Linked DNA regions of Rattus norvegicus: region 2 is linked to region 1. A link is a contact called in public Hi-C data. All regions are on one chromosome and are shown on one strand. The core of a region is the stretch at or near the end of the contact, and the rest is flanking DNA. Distances in the headings are between cores, read along the strand shown.

What was found. Hi-C and Micro-C count contacts between places; a contact is called where the count stands out from the background.
Region 2: a Hi-C map of liver shows a contact between it and region 1, with 2.5 times the contacts expected there. The contact joins the enhancer-like site here to the promoter of Cacna1d in region 1. A contact is called at or near these places in 5 of 12 Hi-C or Micro-C datasets (Schwann cells, frontal cortex, kidney and 1 more).

Annotation. Positions count from the first base shown.
Region 1 is chr16:5,525,427-5,529,499 of GRCr8, forward strand. Cacna1d (calcium voltage-gated channel subunit alpha1 D) reads right to left here and starts at 2,123. Exons shown (of 48, transcript NM_001389225.2): 1 at 1,639-2,123. The coding sequence starts at 1,705.
Region 2 is chr16:5,628,439-5,632,511 of GRCr8, forward strand. No RefSeq gene overlaps it. Among named protein-coding and RNA genes, the nearest start is that of Dcp1a, 33 kb to the right of the region's middle. Within about 2 kb of position 2,418, at least 1 of the 93 cell types and tissues checked has an H3K27ac peak or open chromatin away from gene starts, as enhancers often do. A contact at or near this core is called in liver, where this site is marked.

The DNA of each region.
Region 1 (4,073 bases), core at 873-3,372:
GTGTCTTTTCCTGACTTTGAAAACACACGTATCTCTCATGGCTTAACAGATACATCTATACAGCTGCCTTTCTCTAAAATTTATTACCAACACACACACACACACACACACACACACAGAGAGCCAATAAATTCAACAGTCTTAACCATTTTTAGGGTGTCCTTCCAACAGCTCTCCACAGCCATAAATGCATTTTTTCTACGTAGAAGAAAAAAAAAACAAACTCCTCACTGGCACCAGGCAATAGCAAAAGCCCCATAACAAATATCTAGATTATGCACTAACACTTCCTACAAATGAAAATTCATGGTGCTTGGGACTCATTTCCTCCACAAGCTTCCGAAAACAGAAAAACATCTTTAGGGCTTTTTTTTTTTTTTTAATTGCAGCAGTAGCAGCCAAGCCAGCCTGCACCCCTACACCTAAGAGACAGGGTGCGTTATGCCAGGGAACCTCAAGGCCTATTCAAGAATTATCTCGGCGTAGAGTAGCATCCAGGTACACACAAGGCAAAATACTCAAAGGTGGGGCGCGGGGGGGGGGGGTCGGGTCTCTTCATGTGCGGAGCCCGCCTCACTATGGGTCTGGCCATCCCTCAGACGGTCTCACAGGTGCCCACGTTGGGCCACCATCATCACCTCTGCTGAAGCAGATGTCAAAGTGAGAAGGGTGGAGAGAGGTTGGAGATCCAGGCGTTTGCAAAGCTAATTATCACTAAGCAAAGAGTCAAAGCAAGCACAGGTCTCCTGCCCCACTGTCCTATGAGCCTGGGACAGCAGCAAAGCAGGCAGGTGGCACTCAATCTGAGATCAGGAACTAATTTTGCCAAGCTTTCCCTTTGAGAAGTGCTCACCGGAAAAGGCTTCAAGAAAACAGGGTTGGGAGATGCCAACGACCTCCACGGAGGGAACCTAGCCAAAAGCAACCCAACCTTCTCAGACCCAGCCCCGCTGGTGTGGAAACTGCACGTGGTGCCATGGCCAGGGCTGAGTTGCAGAGCCCCACAGCGGCAGCAACTCTCTGGGCATTGCTAGGTTACCGACGACGTGTGCACAGGAGGCACAGGGAGCGAGCGGGAATACTCGCTCCACCTGACCCTGTTCCCCCAGATCCCAAGACCGGGGGGCTTCTCCCATGAGATGATGGATGTGCACTTTACCAAGTGACCCAACGAGTAAAAGCGGAGCAATCCTAGAATTTTCCTGATGCTACTAAAGACCTTCCTCTTAGTCAACCAGAGGCGTGGGGGTGGGGGGGGGGAGGCTGGAAAAGGGGTTCAGGCTGAAGACTAACACCTCTTCCATCGCTCAGGGGCAATGAAAGAGAAAAGTTGAGCCCGAGGGCACTTGAACCCGAATCACCTCACTCTCGCCCCTTGGCTGCACAGTACTCCACACACCCAATGGCCGCCCCCACCCCAGCAAATGCAGAATTAACTCTGACATTCAGGGCCTGAAGAGGAGAACGAAGTAGCTGCCGCGCATCACCCCTTTCTATGTAGATGACACCAAGCCAAAAGCATCATCTCCAACCCCCTCAACCCACCCAACGCATCGGAGATGGGGGTTGGGGAGTGGGAAGAGTAGGATCCTGATAGGATGAGGTTTGGCAGCGGGTACCCGGGCTCTGGCTGCTCACCGTTCGCGTGGTCCTCTTGCTGCTGCCGTTGATGCTGCATTTTTTTCATCATCATCATCATCATCATCCACGAACATTTATTGAGCGCCTACTGTGTGCAGGGCACTATGCTCAGCGTTAGGGAGGGGGAGGAACGGGTATGGGAGGTTACTGATAGGTAGGAGCCGCGGTCCCTGCCCTTATTTTCGCTTCAGCAGGGGGTGGGGAAGGACAGAGACAAATAATCAAAAATAAGAATAATTTATAAAAACCGCCTGCCACCCACGCTCCTTCTTTTTTTGAAAAATGGAGCAAAATAAACTTTTTGTAAAAAATAAAATCAGATGTATATATTATCTTAGTAATATATACATGTAAATTTTTCTTTTTTTTCTTTTTTCTCTTTTTTTGCTGCAAAGGAGAATTGGCTTGGTCCCCTCCTCTAGCGGAGGGACACCGCGGTGGTGCCCGCCCGGCCGCCGGGGCCGCTCGACGCGCCCCCCATGCCGCCCGTCCGCCCGCCCGCCCCGGTGCCCGGTGCCCCGCCGCCGCCGTCGCCGCCCGCGCCGCCGCTGGCTCGGGACCGCGGGCAGCCGGAGCTCACATCCGGGGACGGAGGCGCTCGCCCGCCCGCCCGCCCGCTCCGCGCCCGCCGCGCCGCGCTGCACGCCGGCTTCGCCCTGGCGACGCTGCGCGCCCGCCGCCGCCGTCCCCCGCCCTCCCCCGCGCGCCCGGGCCTCCCACCGGCCGCGCCGCGCCCCAGCTGCCGGCCTGCGGCCCACGCGCCCCCCGGGCTCCACGGCGCGCGACTCGGACGCCGCCACCCCCGGGCTGGCGCGGCTGACCGAGGGTTAAGCGCGCTGCGGCCGCGGGCCGCCGGGTTAACCCCCTCGGTGCCGCCGCGCGGGCGCCCCTTCCCGGAGCCAGGCCCGTGGGGCCCGGTGCCTGCTGCTGGGGGCACCGACGAGCCGCTCTTTTGTACCGTGTCCCCGGGAGGAGGCTCCTGGGGTCCTCTGGGCTGGCTCTGGTGGCCTTCGCTCTCCGCACACCTGGGGGAGGCCCCGCCCCCCAGGAACCCAGGTGCCCACAGGCGATCGCTGCTGCAGCATCAAAGCTCAGGGTTCCAGGGCTCTGCCTGGACCGTGGACAGGCGTCCCCAGGCCCCCACACTGTTTCCTCCAGTTTCGGGGTACAGAGGAATGGGGGAGCCTTGCACTTTAGGCAGCACTAACTGTCCTCAGGGAACTGCCCTCAGCCCCAATCCCCTCCTCCCTCGCCTTATGCATACGTGGCGGTGGGCCCCCTCCCTCTCGCCACCACCTCCACGTGTGTTTGGAGGCAGGTACAGAGAAGTAACGGCCGAGGTCTTTCAAACCGCGAGTGCGGAGAGGTAGAAGGTGCAGCTCGAAGTGATGACTCGTTTAGGAATGAATACTTTGTTTTGTACCTTCTCGGCCTCCTGTTTGGGGGAGGGGGGAATCTACAGGCCCCAGCTCCTGTCTAGTGGGGGAAATACTGTATCTAGTGGATGACTGATATTTTTCATTTAGCTTTGTGCTGGCTGTTGGGTAAAGGCGTCTGCTTTGTTACTTTGCAGGATTCGATTTATTTGCCTTTGTTCGGATCTGCTTGTTCCTACTGAGTTTTAGAACGTTTGAGAACAGCGTCTTTAAAGCAAAAGGCTCAGCGTGAATTAAGAAAATAAATGTTTCTGGGAAGGTACTCCTTGCTCAAAGACGACACACTGAGCATCTCTGATTGTTGCAGGGGGGATCCACCTGGGAAGAATGACTCTCCAGGGGTCTTCCTGAGAGAGGGGTGTCTAGTCCATCCGGAAAGAGGAAAACAACCGTGCTTGTCTGCTTTTTTTACTCTGCTTTTTGGAGAGTGGCAAGATTGGGAAAGAGCCTATGGGTTCTGTAACAGAAGGCTAGTCTGAGCCACCTCACCGAAAAGGATGCAAGATGGTCCCTCAAAGAACTTATCCTTTGATGGGACAGATTTGCGAGGATGTACGTGTGTCTATATCAGAATTCCGGGTCTCAAGCTTAGCCTTTAGAGACTTCTAACACTGGCCCACAGTCCCATTCGGTCCAGCCAACATTGACTAGGCATCTGGTTAGAGCAGTTGTCTAGGCTAGGTGTTACCAGGTTAGATGAATGTGGCACAGCCCCTTCCTCAGGGACAAACCATCTACCACAGGGAGCAGACGCTGAGCTATACCAAGTGTAAGGAAGTTTTCCCAGTTCTCAGTTAACTGCTTAACCGAGAAGGGAGAAGAGATGGACCACAGGGCAATGAAGCTATTCTGTATGTCACCATGATGATGGGCCTAGAGCATGATTTGATTGTCAGAAGGCTAGACTTGTGTACCAAAAGCTGAACCATGATATAACTGTGGACTGGAGTTAATAATAACCCACTGTACTGGCTCAACCAACAGTGGTAACAAACG
Region 2 (4,073 bases), core at 1,168-3,667, 100 kb after region 1:
ACTGCCAAGCTTGATGACCTGAGCTGGATCCCGGGGACCCGCAGGGTGGAAGGAGAGAACCCACTCCTGCAAGTTCTCCTCTGATCTCCCCACAGGCATTATGCTGCAAGCCCTGTGCCACACAAATAAATAAACGTAAAAAAAAGTTGTTTAAATTTTTCTTTTTCTTTTTACCTTCTCCTGTGGCTCCTTGCTCCGGAGTCTCTCCAGTTTGACTCTCGCGGCTAAAGTGAAATGACTTCCTTCTCTCCCCTTGTAGTCCCTTCTTGGAGTCCCCTACCCACCTGTCAGTTTCTCTAATTCTGATGCAGAATATTTTTGTAAGTTTGGATATGATGTGTTCTCGAAAGCCGTGTTTTGAAGGCTGGGTCCTCATCTGCTGGATCCAGTCATTGAGAAGTAACTAGACCGTTGAGACTGTGACCTAACCAATGAATTGCTCCCTGGTGACATCACTGGGGGGTGATAGACACTGGGAGAGGAGGCCTTGCTGGAGGAGACAGATAGTGCAGGCATGCCTTGGAAGAGTCTGTCTTCCTCTATATTCCTGTCTCTGCCCTCACAAGGTAAGCAGTCTTCTCTGTTACCATAACCTTGCCACCATGATGCTCCCACCTCACCATTAAACCACACATCACAGCTGGCTGACTGTGTATGAAACCACGAGCAATTAAGCGCTCCTCCTCCTGTCTTTCTGTAGTATTTGTCACAGAGTCAAAAAACCGAGGGGATTTAGCTCAGTGGTAGAGCGCTTGCCTAGCAAGCACAAGGCCCTGGGTTCGGTCCTCAGCTCCGGAAAAAAAAAGGGACACAGTATCTTTTCACATCTTTGATCACCTGGATACCTTTTCATTCTCTTGAACTCTGTTGCCGTACTCCATTTTTTCAACACGTGTTCCACAGCACGTTGTCCATATTACCTCCGTGTGCCTGAAAACACTGAAACCCAGAGAGCGTGGCGGGAGTGACCCACTGCCATCCGGTCGGATTTGAAGACCGCTTCACAGAGGGGAAGAGGAGGAAGACCCCCCCACTCGCCCCTGGGACTGTAAGGCCGTATAGCAACACAAGTTCGGGGGGGCTACAGTCACAGGCAGGCAAGTACCGATGTTTAACTAAGTTGACAAAGCAGTAAACTGACTTCCCAAGCTCCAGACTTCACCTGGCAAAAGCTGTTCTCAGCTTTCATCAGAAAAGTCTCTCCTTACAGGGAGAAGCAGAGAGCCGGGGCTGTCCGGGATGCAGAGTAAGCAGTGGTTATGGGCCCAGGACTAAAGAAGACATTTATACTACCCCCGCTAAGGCTCAGGGGCACTGCAGAAGAGGCGGGAAGCATGTAAGAGCTAGAAGACGGGACAGAGTTATGAAACGCCGTTCTCTAGACTCAACACAGCTATTGCAATTACTAATTCTCGGCACTTGGCTTCCAGCACTGACTCTATCTGCAGTAATTCAGGGAGGGGGCGTGGGGCGCATCCACAGAGCTTTCCCTGTCCTTTACCTTGGACTGTCCGCTGCTGACAGACTCTAGGAGAGGTGCTGTGGTACCCACTGCCGAGCCCACCGGGTTCCAGAAATCAGCTCCACCCCATGGCCACACAGAAGGCCCCGGTTAGGCTCAGTGGGTCACAAGACAAAGTGAGTATGACGAACGCAAGAAAGAGATTTGTGGAGAGCAAGGGGGAGCTCAGGGGGTAGCAGGAAGGTGAAGGATCTAAGCGGATGGTAGGGAGAATGGTTGGTACGTTTCGTGGATGTGTGTAACTGTTTGAGAGAAGATTTAATTAGAGAAAAAGAGTCCACTTTCAAAAGTATGGAGGACAATGTAATTTCAAAAACTAATTTGCGGGCTACAATTTCCTTTGCAGAAAGGCAGGAAAAGATGTTTGCAAAACCTTCCAGTCAACTTTAAGCCAAGAATTCCAAAGTAGGCCATTCTTTGCTGGAGACTGCAAGCTTGTTTCAGGAAACTTTCCTCTTTCACACTTCAAAAGCAAGTAAGCTATCGGTGTCAAAGGAAACTTCTCCAAGCAACACTCTTTCAAAAATGCCTGATGAGTCTTGTTTAATTTCTTCTGCGGCTGTCAGCTCAGCCTCTGCTTTGAGGTCCTCCTTACAGACAAGAACTGTCTCTGACTCCTTCATGCGAATTGAAGAGAGAAGTCACTGACATTGTGACTTAATGTGAAAGGGCGTTTATAAGGCAGATGCTTTTCGGTGTCAGCACTGAACATAAAGCCCTGCCTTTACTGAAGCATTTGATCAAGCGTTGATGTCAAATGGTAATATTTAATTAGGTATTTGTCTCTCTTGACATAAAAGGACTTTACAGAGAAATACATTCAACAATTCCCCATCGATAAAAAAAAGAACTTTGCCCTCAAACTGTTTTAATCATTTGACTTGTAAAATGCAAGCTGGACTTTAATCCCAGTACTTAGGAGGCAAGCAGCCCTCCCCACAGTCAAGGCCAGCCTGGCCTGCTCAAAAGATTCCAGAGCAGCCAAAGCTACAAAGGGAGACCCTGTCTCAAAACAAACAAATAAAATATAAGGCAGAGGTAATGAGATGGCTCAGCAGATAAAAATACTTGCCTCTAAGTCTAATTAGCCCGCGTTAAATGTCAAGAACCCACGGTAGAAGGAAGGTACAGACCCCAAAAGCTGTCCTCTGCCCTACACACACACACAACTATGGCACATGGATACCCACACACAATAACAATAATAATAATAATAATAATAATAATAATAATAAAATATTGATGCAGGTACCTCCACAGTCATTTTCCACTTTCCTCAGATTTATAAACCGTATAGTTAGTTGTGATAAATCTAGCACTTTATGTTAGTATAAACATTAAGGCAAGTGCTCATGAAAATAATGATCTTGCATAAGATACAGGGGGACAGTCCAATCTTCTGATGGAAGGACACAAATGTCTGAACATTGGCATACACAAATATTGTGGAATTTTATGGCGGTGTAGCAGTTATATGTAGACAGCGCTACTCTAGGTCTTGCTACCTAACTAGAACCTTATGAAGGCCAGAAAACCCCCATGGCTTTTTGTGACAACAGCTTCCTATGCGTCCCACTTGTGCCTGAGTCTGTTCCCAAAGAGTTAACAAAGGCTTCGGTGCTGCCCTTGGACTACAGGCACTCAGCAGGGTGAGGGGACTCATTGAAAAGACAGCATGACTTGTGAAGCAGTCAGGAGAAAGAAAGTTACATGGAAGAGAGCAGAGAAAAACTAGGGAAAGATCAAAGGGCATCCTGGAATAAGACAAAAGTAAAAACAAATGTTTACTCCAAAAAGGCATCACCCCCACATGCTGAAGAGAGTTCTGCTGTCATGGTCACCATCCTCAGGATATGGAGTCTCCATTACGTTGTCACTGTGTACAAAGCACTGTAGTCCCCATGGACCCTTTCTTCTCCTCACAACTCTACCAGTGAGCCATTTAACATCACAGATTTACTCATATGTACATTTCAAAGCAGTATTATCCATTATTTCCAAAGTGTAGCAACAATCCTAGAACCATCAACGAATGAAATTTTAAAATTCAGGATATGTATACAAGAGATCATCATTCAATACTTTTTTAAAAACTGTTTTGAAACACGATAAAACATGGTTAAATTCCAGAGACTCTTCTATGGGAAAGAAGATGATGGGAAAAAAAGGACCACCCACCCTATGAGGTGGTTTATGTGAACGTCGTAAGGTTGGCACATTCATACAGAAAGAAAAATCAGGAGTCGTCTAAGTCGGAGAACAAGAAGGGTGCTGGGAAGTGATTGCTAATAGGTCTGGGATTGCTCTGGAGGTGATAAAACTGTTCTATTGATTGTAGGGATGTCTGTACCACCTGTGAATATACTTTTAAACAGTCAATAATACCCTTAACTGGCAATATTATAAGGCACATGGATCATATGTCATAAAAATAGTATTTTCTCAAATCATGGGTTGAATAAAGCCATAGCCCTTTGGAGAGAAGAGCTGAAGACTGACTGTGTATGCCTAAGAGCCGGACTCTCCTTGAGTCTCTAAAGAGTGCTAAGCG